Regions from separate parts of the Mus musculus genome. Here regions 1 and 3 are each linked to region 2. Evidence: chromatin contacts called from public HiChIP or PLAC-seq data. All regions are on one chromosome and are shown on one strand. The core of a region is the stretch at or near the end of the contact, and the rest is flanking DNA. Distances in the headings are between cores, read along the strand shown.

The links. HiChIP or PLAC-seq counts read pairs in DNA pulled down with a chosen protein or histone mark.
Region 1: an H3K27ac HiChIP or PLAC-seq map of the NIH/3T3 cell line shows a contact between it and region 2, with 3 times the contacts expected there. The contact joins two enhancer-like sites. A contact is called at or near these places in 3 of 484 Hi-C or Micro-C datasets (cerebellar granule neurons, cortical neurons and neural progenitor cells) and 1 of 115 datasets of contacts at active chromatin or transcription factors (the NIH/3T3 cell line).
Region 3: a contact with region 2 is called in an H3K27ac HiChIP or PLAC-seq map of embryonic fibroblasts, with 5 times the contacts expected there. The contact joins two enhancer-like sites. A contact is called at or near these places in 2 of 39 promoter capture datasets (cranial neural crest and liver), 2 of 484 Hi-C or Micro-C datasets (brown adipocytes and spermatogonia), 4 of 115 datasets of contacts at active chromatin or transcription factors (embryonic basal ganglia, embryonic fibroblasts, embryonic stem cells and 1 more) and 3 of 9 other capture datasets (adipose tissue, liver and pancreatic islet).

What each region holds. Positions count from the first base shown.
Region 1 is chr13:52,890,147-52,893,789 of GRCm38.p6, reverse strand. All of the region lies in intron 4 of Auh (AU RNA binding protein/enoyl-coenzyme A hydratase), which reads left to right. Among named protein-coding and RNA genes, the nearest start is that of Auh, 38 kb to the left of the region's middle. Within about 2 kb of position 1,654, at least 190 of the 459 cell types and tissues checked have an H3K27ac peak or open chromatin away from gene starts, as enhancers often do. A contact at or near this core is called in the NIH/3T3 cell line, where this site is marked.
Region 2 is chr13:52,673,541-52,677,151 of GRCm38.p6, reverse strand. No RefSeq gene overlaps it. Among named protein-coding and RNA genes, the nearest start is that of Syk, 78 kb to the right of the region's middle. Within about 2 kb of position 1,376, at least 30 of the 459 cell types and tissues checked have an H3K27ac peak or open chromatin away from gene starts, as enhancers often do. A contact at or near this core is called in the NIH/3T3 cell line and embryonic fibroblasts, where this site is marked.
Region 3 is chr13:52,912,664-52,915,815 of GRCm38.p6, reverse strand. The region is part of intron 3 of Auh (AU RNA binding protein/enoyl-coenzyme A hydratase); the gene reads left to right. Among named protein-coding and RNA genes, the nearest start is that of Auh, 15 kb to the left of the region's middle. Within about 2 kb of position 1,350, at least 85 of the 459 cell types and tissues checked have an H3K27ac peak or open chromatin away from gene starts, as enhancers often do. A contact at or near this core is called in embryonic fibroblasts, where this site is marked.

The DNA.
Region 1 (3,643 bases), core at 405-2,904, 220 kb before region 2:
TTTTCTGGCTTGTCCCACACTGTGGCCAGGACACCCCCCCCACCCCCCCCTGTGCCTGCCTGGTCTTTACATTCTACCCTGCAGTGGCATTAGCCCTCTCTGAATGTCCTCTGGCTTATTTTGTCAGCAGGTAGTTTCCCCTCCATCTTCCGAGGGTAAACATCAATGCAATCTCTTATTTTATGTCCCAGTACAGCCTGGAAACTAGGATGGGTCCTGTGTACAGGTGTGTGGGATGGGTCCTGTGTACAGGTGTGTGGGATGGGTCCTGTGTACAGGTGTGTGGGGATGGGTCCTGTGTACAGGTGTGTGGGATGGGTCCTGTGTACAGCTGTGTGGGATGGGTCCTGTGTACAGCTGTGTGGGATGGGTCCTGTGTACAGCTGTGTGGGATGGGTCCTGTGTACAGCTGTGTGGGATGGGTCCTGTGTACAGCTGTGTGGGATGGGTCCTGTGTACAGCTGTGTGGGATGGGTCCTGTGTACAGCTGTGTGGGATGGGTCCTGTGTACAGGTGTATGGGAATGGGTCCTGTGTACAGGTGTGTGGGTTGGGTCCTGTGTGCAGGTGTGTAGAGGTAGAACTGGCCCTCAGGAGGTGGCTGTTAACAGTATTCCCCTCCATGAGGAGCACCAGAGCCTTCCAAGCTGCCTCACTTTATTTGAATTTTAACCTGGTGTTAGCATTTAGTTGTCATAGGGGTTTGACTAAGGTGGTTGAGACTTTCAGTCTTGGATCTGGCATCTCTCCCTTGAGGGTGGTGGTGTTTCTCTGTGGCATGCCTGCTGGCATCCAGCAGCACCCTGTGTGGCAGTCCTGGGCCAGCCTCCAGCAGAGCCTACCCAGCCTGCCAGCTTTGCTCAGGGACCACTGTGTTCTGTTCTTGTGGTTTCTTCAGAAGTTAGAGAAAAGGGAGAAAGCATCTTAGTCAAAAGTGCAATTCTAACTGGACCTAGAGATAACTAGGGATTTATTGTGATTTTGTTAATAACGATTTCATTTCTATTCTTGATTTTTATATTCAGATTTTTCATCATAACATATATGGACCTTTCTGTTAAATTAATGACTTTGCTGTTTTGTAGCACAGTACTAGATTTTTTTTTAATTGTTTAAAATTACAGTTTATTTTTCATTTGTGTGAGGGTCACGGTGTTAATTCTCTGCTTCCACCACGTGGGTCCCAAGAGTGAAGCTTAGATACTCAGCGCTGGCTGCAAGCACCTTTACCCACCGAGTCATCTGGCTGACACAGGATGCAGGCCTCTAAGCAGAACCTAGGGTGAAAGTCACATAACCAGCACCAGCCTCCTCCTCACAATCAGATTGTCGGCCTTTCTCGAGGCTTACAATTAGCCTCTGCCTGAGGAGCAGAGAGTAGGCACAACACGTCCAGTACAGTGCTGACTCCAGCCTCGCCGGGCCTGGGTGTGCTATGGGCTCTGAGGTCCATCACCCACCGTGCCTTTTCTTCTCAAAATAGCTCCACTCTTTAATTATTGCTTTAATTATATTTTTAGGAGCATTTCAAAAGGATTATTATCTTCCTTGTCATACCTGGCTCACTTCCTGGAATGAAACTCAAAATAGTATCTGATCCCACTGTTGCGTAACACACTGAGTCACGGTTTCTCGCTGTAGCCGTGGCCCTGGCATTTCATTTCCTGCCTCAAGACCTTTGTAGGCATTTGCAGCTGCCCTCTGGCTGTTCTCTCAGGCCTCTGTACCGATAGTCTGCCTTTCCAAGGGCATATGGCTTTAGAATTTATAGTATTGTAAAATATTGACTAGATTAAGCTGTTCTAATTAAATAATTTTTTCAGTAGGAAACACTATAGCCAGCTTTCTGCCATGCTGGTTTCTGTTACTGTTTGGAAGTCCCAGGCACAGTGTGGGCACAGTTACTCTCCCCTTGCCCTGTTTGGTTGCCATACTGTGCTCTATGTTTCTCAGAAGTTACAATGTTAAACTTGTTGTATTCCCTTTGGAAACATTAATTCCTCAAAACTTAAACGTCAGATTTTTAAAAAATACTTTTTGATGATGCCACAATGTTTGATCATCACTGGAAAAGGTTACTACTGTTTGTACCAGATTCTGTGTCTGAGGTCAATGTCTCTGCTCCTGCCCCCAAGCCAGACTCCTGGTCAGTCATTGTACCTTGCTAATCCAGTCAGCCTGTTTCTTACCCATTTCTTTCATTGGTGGTTGGGGGTTATACTCACTAACTGACAACACATTTCACTTGTCTGGTTTTGTGTGTGACGGTCTGGCTGTGCAGATGTCTGCCTTAGCCTCAGATCAGTGCCAGCACCATATCACCCATAACTCCTGCTACAGGGAGCTTAGACACCTCTGGCCTCTGCAGGCAACTACACTCTTGTGACCATACACCCCCTCCCCCTATACACACACACACTAAACATTTTTAAAAGTATTCACTAGTGAACAGTTTACAAATATTAATAGGACAGATTTCATTGTCAGTTTGTCATAAAAAAAAAAAAAAGATGACCCCTTCCTAGAAATTTTATGAAAGAGAGTGTTTTCTGCAAGCCAGGGCGTAGAAGTGAGGCTGGCTATTTCATACATAACAGCACAGGCTCATTTCTTGGCCTCTTGTAAAGTCTACGAAGCTCCTGAAAGTTACCGAGTTCCCACAGTTGCTCTGCTGATTGTCTGGAAGGCTTGGGAGGAGGGGCTGTCACACAGGCCACTGAGCGAGGGGAGCTTGGGTCTCAAAGGACCCAAGGGATTAAAATGCCATCCAGCACACTGAGGAATAGCAGACAGTCACTTCTCCAACAAGGAAAGGTTAATAGTACAAGGGTATTTGGCGAATTTCACCTGCAAACCAGAAAAAGGAAGGGCAAGGGTGGATTACAGCGGGCAATCCTGAGGTTACCTAGAGCGCCTGCTAGGGTATGAGGGTGCTGTGACTTGAACTCAGGTTCCCAGGAGGAGCAGCGTGTGCTCTTACCTGTCAGCCATCTCTCCAGCCAGCATATAATATGTTCCAACTCCTCCCCATCCCCCTCTTTCCCTCTCAGCTTCATGTGTGCTCCCCACTTAAGCGCACAGCTAGGACCACCTACTGCAACAGGCTTTCAGAGCCCATATCCCTGAAGGACTGCTCCTCCCCCACCCGTGCTCATGTGTGCAGTGTCCCTGTCATGTCCAGCCAGGGTTTAGCCGCAGACATCCGTGACCTCTGGCTTACAGTTTTTCTGCCACTTTTTCCACTGTGACTCCTGAGCTTTGGGGCTGCGACATAGATGCCTTATTATGAGTCTCATTCTCTACACATTGACCAGCTGCGGGTCTCTCTGTTAATCTTCACCTACTGCAGAATGAAGTTCCACCGAGGAAGGCCGAGAGGTGTACTGGTCTTTGGATATAGCGACCAGAGTGTAGGGGCCACTTCTTTATTAAGGCCGTTTAGCAGGGCAGCAGCAGGGGCCTCTCCCCTATGGACTATGACCATATGTCTTAGGCCCAGTGAGCAGTACCTGGCATGCATTCTCTTGTGGGGTCGGCTTCATCCAGTCAGAGAGTGGCTGTTTACTACAGCAGCATCCATGCCCCAGTCGTTATGCCAGGCAGGTTGTTATTGGAGCTCTCAGGCTTCAATCCTGGGTAAGATT
Region 2 (3,611 bases), core at 127-2,626:
CAATCTCCTTTCATTTTGATCTTCAATAGACACTGGGTGGGAAATGTGTGCGTGCAGCCTGAACTCCTGTGCAATAAATAATAGATGAGATTTCTGCAGTTGATGCAGAGAACCTAGGAGGCTCGATTGAAGCAGGCAAAGAAAAATGGAGTCATCTCCTTTTGATGTTTATGTGTGTGTTTGTGTGTGTGTGTGTGTGTGTGTGTGTGTGGCATGTGGGAGTAATGCTGGCTGAAGGCTTGATGCTCAGACTCTGGCCCTGACTCAGACCTTCATCATGTGTGGAGGTGGACAGGATGGATGTTTGTTTCAAGGTTGGCTGGCTCCATGGTTTTTGAGCCTGTGAGGAAAACTTCTCCTTGAACCCCTGCGTTATTCTGAGGAAGCTGGGCACCATGACAACAGAACACTGACTTAGCTCTGTGGAGTATCACTTGAGAACATATCTCAATCCCTAACCAACAGCCAATACAGGTATGTTTACCATCCTGCAATAAGGTCCCTGACCCCAGATGAACTTCCCAACCTGACATCAAAACCCAGAGCCATGCAGCCAAGCCATTTCCCAATTCCAGACCCTCAGAAACTATGTGGGAAAGGATTTCTGCACAACAAACAGTTTGTTAAGGTACATATAGGAGCTAATTGTAGCTTTAGTGGTAAGTGCTCACCCAGCACATACCAGGCCTGGGGTTTAATCCTAAGCACCCCCTAAGTAATGTCCCTATGCCCAATGTAAGTGTTATGGTTTCATTTCTGTTGCTGTGATAAAATTGTTTGACAAAATAAACTTAAGGGTGGAAGGGTTTGTTTTAGCTCAGAGTTCAAGGAACGGGCTCTGTGGTGGGGCAGCAGGAACTTGAAGCAGTTGGCTACATTATGCCAGAGCATCTATCATGGATGAGGTGAGGCAGCCCCTCTCTCTCTGCTTCCTGTTCATCGGGCTACATGAGGAAGCCCCCACATTCCCTCTGCAGTGTCCTGAACAGCATAGGTACTTTTGGTGACAGCTCCTGGCTGTGAGCATTCCTCTGTGAATATACTCATGTCTGAATCACTACTGGGAATGTACATAGCTCCAGGCCTCATTCCTGCCCAGCCTTGTTTACAGATTATGTCAGCAATGGAATGCGACTTAAATTATTTTAATTTATTTGAGAATAAAATTTATGTTTTCAAAGGTGGAAGCCATGGACCCTGCTGGTCTCATATGTTCTACAAACTGATAGGTCCTTTATGACATGTGATAGAATGGGTCAGATGGTAAATGACCATTATAGTAATGTCATTAGGTTCCCTGTCCCTGTGGGAGGCTGGGGAAAGGACCATGGGATCACAGCCCACAGTGCCAGAATAGGTCAGACTTAATAAATGGAACTCAGGCATAGCCAGCTAAGCATAACTGGAAGTCAACTGCACTCAGCCAGCCACCCTACCCACGAGTCCTGGCATTTCTCATCCTAATGACCTCATAAAATTGCAACAAGGAATAAAATGAGGTCTAGCTAGTGCTTGAGCGTCAGAGTAAGATGGTTATGCTCGATGGTTTCTGAGAACAATTCTGATTTAACGATCTGAGGTCATCTGCGCGAGGCCATAATTTTCATACAAACTGTGTGCATGAATCTAAAGGTGAGCAATTTGATCCGATGGCCTCGCCATCTTGATGCATTCATTTCCTTCATTTCCTCTTTATTGTAAGGATTTAGATTGTGCGCCCAGAGGCCAGAGGAGGGCATCAGGTTCCCTGAAGCTGCAGTTACAAGTTGTAAGTCCAAAGTGGGTGCCGGGAATGGAACTCCACGTGCATGTGCCTTATACTCCACACGTACTGAGAAGGACTTTTTTTTTTTTTTTTTTGGCTCAGTCATAGCTCTTGAGTTACTGCAACTTTTGGTCTGGAGACATGCTGCTGTCTTTTGGAGATACTAGACTTAAGTTTCATGAAACTTTGATATGGAAAAATGATATGAATGAGAATATTTTGCGATTCCCCGTGAAAGCAGCTCCAGCCCACAGTGCACCATGGACGGAGGGGCGGGGGCGGAGGGGGCGGAGCGTGGTGGGGCGGGGCGGGGGTGGGGCGTTCTCTTCTGAGCAGACACTCAGGAGTTTCCTTATCTGCCAAGCACTTAAGGACAATACTAGTCGATCTAAAAGTAAGCCTGCTTTTGTGTCACCACACTCTAGGGACTCTCAACATCAAGACTGACATTCTCTTCTCATTTTCCTAGAACTTCTTGTTGATGCAATTCTGAACAGCTCTTTCAGTGATAGTTACACACACGTCCACTTAACATATCAGGAAGAGACTTTCTTTTCTCTTCTTTCTATTTTTTAAAACATTTATTTATTGTGGGAATACATATATATATATGTATACGTATACATATACGTATATGTATATGTATACACACACACACACACACACACACACACATATGCCAAGGCGCATGTGTGGAGATCCCAGGGCAATTTTCGGAAATCAGTTCTTTCTTTCTACCGTGTGAGTCCTAGGGGTAGAATTCAGTTTCTAAAACTTGATGGAAAGTGGCCCTTACCTGCTGCGCCACCTAATCCCTCACCCACTTGGCAGATCCTTTATTAATTATGGAATTCATCCTCTAGGTTCACATGGGATGTGTACACATTCATGTTGAGAGCCATTGTTGTATAGCATTTTTTTTCCTAAATAAATGCATCCTCTCCTAGAAGGACAATCATTCCACACAGGAAGTAAACAAGCCTCGGAGAGTTTCAACAAGCCCATTAGCACCCAGAGATCCTTAATCCAAATTATCACCTAAATAGCCTAGTTCTTAATTAGGTCTTGGCTCCCTTTCTCACTAGCCAGGCCTCCTCGGTCCACATTTCCCTCAAGATTTTTCTTCCAGGATTACAGCCTTATGTTACTGGCACTTGGAGCTTATCTAGTTTGGGGGCAGAAGTGGCATCTTTCATTTATGGGGTGTGTTGAGACAACCCTAGGCTCCCATTCTTTCTCATCTGCCGTGACATGTATCCCAGATCTGCTTCACCAGACAGAGTCCCTGCCAGTCTTCTGTGGGAGGCGACCTTGACCATCTGGCTGAATCAGCTCCTTTGGGTTAGGACTTCCTTCCTCGCGTTCTCTGGCCATTTTACCTCCCAAGTTCTGGATGAAACATAGCCAGCTCTGCAGAACCTCCTCTGAATTCAGCATGGTTCTGTGCTGGTCTTTGATCTTTTGAAATCTATCTTCCCAGTGGACTGATGGCATGTCTGGGATGGATAGAACATCTAAGAACCCCTGAATCCCTGGGGGGTGGGGGGAGCTTAGTCTCAGTAGCAACGTGATGCTTGATGAAATTCAGAACCTGCACGGGGTGCTAGGATTAGTAAGACTATCAGGTATGCACAGCATTGGAAGATGGTAACGAGGAGAAGCATTCCTAGCCAGCCCTTTGATATCCCAGAGAGCAAACTTTCAACTCTCACTTCTCAGTCAGACGGCAAGCTCAGCTGTTAGAAGTGTTCCACTGATGCTGTCTGCAATGTGGCTATCTCAGCAGCACAAGCCTATTACTGACATCAGATATCCACCCCCAGTCCCTGCTGGATGCTTACATGTT
Region 3 (3,152 bases), core at 101-2,600, 240 kb before region 2:
GTTGGGCATACAGTTTATCCTGAAACTTCTGAAATGGTGATCTCCTTTGCAGAAGCTAACTGGATAGTGCATAGGGTGCCTAAGTGTACTTTCTGAAGTGATAGCTATGGTGGTGACTCAGCTCCTGGGTTAGTCTAAAACCACTGAAGGAAAAGGCTAAGACCAAAACACGGACTTACAGAGTCCGTTATGTAGAGGCCTGTGCGGCGAAGTGCTCCTGTGCTGCAGATGCAGCCCAGGCCCTTTCCCATGTTCAGCAGGGGCCGTACCCCATGTACCCCAGTGTTGTAATGTCAAACCCTCAGGCTTTTGTTTTGTTTTGTTTTTTAACCTTGACTTTTATCCTAAGATCTCAAAGGAGCAACCTCCCTTTCCCCACCCCCACCCCCCAACTGTGTGCTTATTGCCTCAGTGGCTTTGCAGACCAGGATGCATAGTGCGTGGTTCCTTGTAGGTTAAAGCTTCTGGACTCACGGTTGGCCCCTTTGGAATATTGCAGGGGACATTGTGTGCGTGCGTGTGTGTGTGTGTGTGTGTGTGTGTGTGTGTGTGTGTGTATGTGTGGGGGGCGTTATCAGCCCTACATAGCTTTGTCCCCTATGCTTGATAGGAATTGTGTATTTGATTTAAGGTTCACCTCTTTACATATGTATTCGTCCTCTAAAATCTGTTATTTCCCGATGCTTAGGATCTGTTTAGTTTTAGTAATGTCACCTTCGATGGAATGATGGAAAAGCCCTTTAGGTCAGGCTGCTCGGCGTGTAGAAGCTGCCAGCAGCTGGTCCCTGTGGTCAGCTGTTATCTTTGCGTCTCTGTTCTAACACCACGCAGTAAATACGTGGTGGTGTTTTTACCGTAACGTTCTAAAATGAAAACTTAACCAAGCCTCGCTTTTGCCTCATTGCAGTTTCTGGACAAATGACACCCAGTTCTTAGCAGCCGTTGCTCTGCGCAGAGTCTAAATTGAGTGTTTCACTGAATTATGCCAGTGTGGGTTTTTTCCCCCAAAAAGTAAAGGTCGTTTCGCTTCTGCTTTTGAATTCTAGTAAATTGTGTTATGACTAAGGCCTCCTCACTAAAACCGTCAGCACGCGTTGTTAAATGGTGTGTGTTCAGATGTCATGACGGGAATTGAGTGTGGGAGCCTCTGACTAATGAAGAAATCTATTTAAGAGATTGCTTCAGAGCCTCGGGGTTTCGCTCTGATGTGTTATACAAGTCAGTTCTGTAGGAGTGAAGGGGCACAGGGCTATTTTGCTCTTTTGTGTTGCATGCATTGGTTTACATAAAACACTGCTAACTATTTCATTGAGGATATGAACTACTTGGAATGACATTTACCACTTTTAAGTGCATAATTGATGTTTTAACAGATGTTTAAGCCTTGGTATACAGACTGTCCATTTGTATAAATCTTTTTTTTTTCTTACAGTGAAGAACCCTTAAAACCAAAAAAAAAAAAAAAAAAAAAAAAAAAAAGGCTACTTTGTCTCCTCAGACAAAGGTGTTTGGAACCTTGCAGGATAGATTGTAGGTCTTTTGTGTCTGGCCTGTTTGATCTACCATAATGCTTTGCTGTTTGGCCGTGAATTTCCGTGGTTCCATTTTCCTGTGGAGCTGCTGGTTTTCTGCTGAGCACGTGATAGTTTGGTTTTGTGCGGACCACACTTGCATCAGCACCGTTCAGTCACTGTAAGGAAACAACTGAGGTGATGGACTCTGACCGAGGAAAGGCTAATTCATCTGGGTTCAGAGGTGTGGAGGCTCCAGTTCTATGTTTGGTGGCCCCTTGGTCAGGACTATGGTGGCTAAGTGCATCAGGGCTGGGATGACTTGGGACATCTTAGAGGGAAGGTTCACCCTGAAACTATGGTGGTTTCTGAGACGTTCACAGACAAGTCTTTGTGGGCGTGTGTTTTTATTCTCTTGGGTGGGTGAGTGCTCAGGAGTGGAGTTACTAGGTCTTCTACAACCGAGCCAGCCACACACAAGTTCTTAGTTAGATGCCGCAAGACCTCCAAACTAAGAGGCCAAGAGAGAGAATGTGTGTTTGTGTGTGTGTCTATGTGTGCATAGAGAGTGTGAGTGTGTTTATGTGTGCATGAGAGTGTATGTGTGTTTATGTATGCATAGAGAGTGTGTGTGTTTACATGTGTATGAGAGTGTGTGTGTGTGTGTATGAGAGTATGTGTGTTTATGTGTGCATGAGAGAATGTGGGGGTGTGGGGGTGAGAGAGAGAGTGAGTGCGTGAGAGAGAGCGAGAGCGAGAGAGCACAGAGAGAGGAGTGTGCCCTGGTGCTGTGATGCATCCTGCCGCTCATGGCATTATGACTCTAGTCTGCATTTCTCTAATGAGTCTAAACGTCTTGTCCTGTGCCCGTTTGTCACAGTGTCTATGTAGATATATTGTCTCCATTTATGTCCTGCCCTGTTCCAGCCCCCCACCCCCCACTGCCACCTCTTCCCCCTTTCATTCATGGTCTCCTCCTGTCCCGCTTTCTTTGCCTGTTCTCATTCACCCTCTCAGGCATGGTTTCTCTGTGTAGCTCAGGCTAACCTTGAACTTGTGATTCCCTTGCCTCAGCTTCTCAGAGTGCTTGGATTGTAGGTGTGTGTCACCATCCTTGGCTTCCATATTTTTATTGAGTGTCCCCTTACTGAGTAGAGGTCCCTGTCTCTGTTTGAAACAGTGCTCTGCTCTTCTCTGGCATGCTCTGCCACTCAGCCACGTAACTGTTCTTTTTTTGTTGCAGTTTCTTTTCAGCTGAAGGCTGACATCCAGCTTTGTTTCCAATTTGCACCTTTTTGGTGGCCGCTCCAGAGTCACAGCTCACAGAAGCCAGAAGTGACTCCTGACTCCCGGTGCTCTCCTCAGATCTGGGCCTAGGGTGGATCCGCAGTTAAGTTGTGTGTATCTAGTGACGTAGGGTTGAATTGTTAGGGGACAATAAAACACACACAGTCTCTGCTTCGGTTCCCAGTGTGGCGCTCATGAGCACATGGACGCCGTGCCTCACGTTTGCCTGAGAGGTGACCTCCATAGGTCTCTGAATGGATTAGAGGGCCTGACTGGTACCCTAGTCTGCATCTCATAGCAAGTGGATAGGGGCCAGAGGCTGAGTTTAACCATTAAACTATTAAAGGGCCCTCA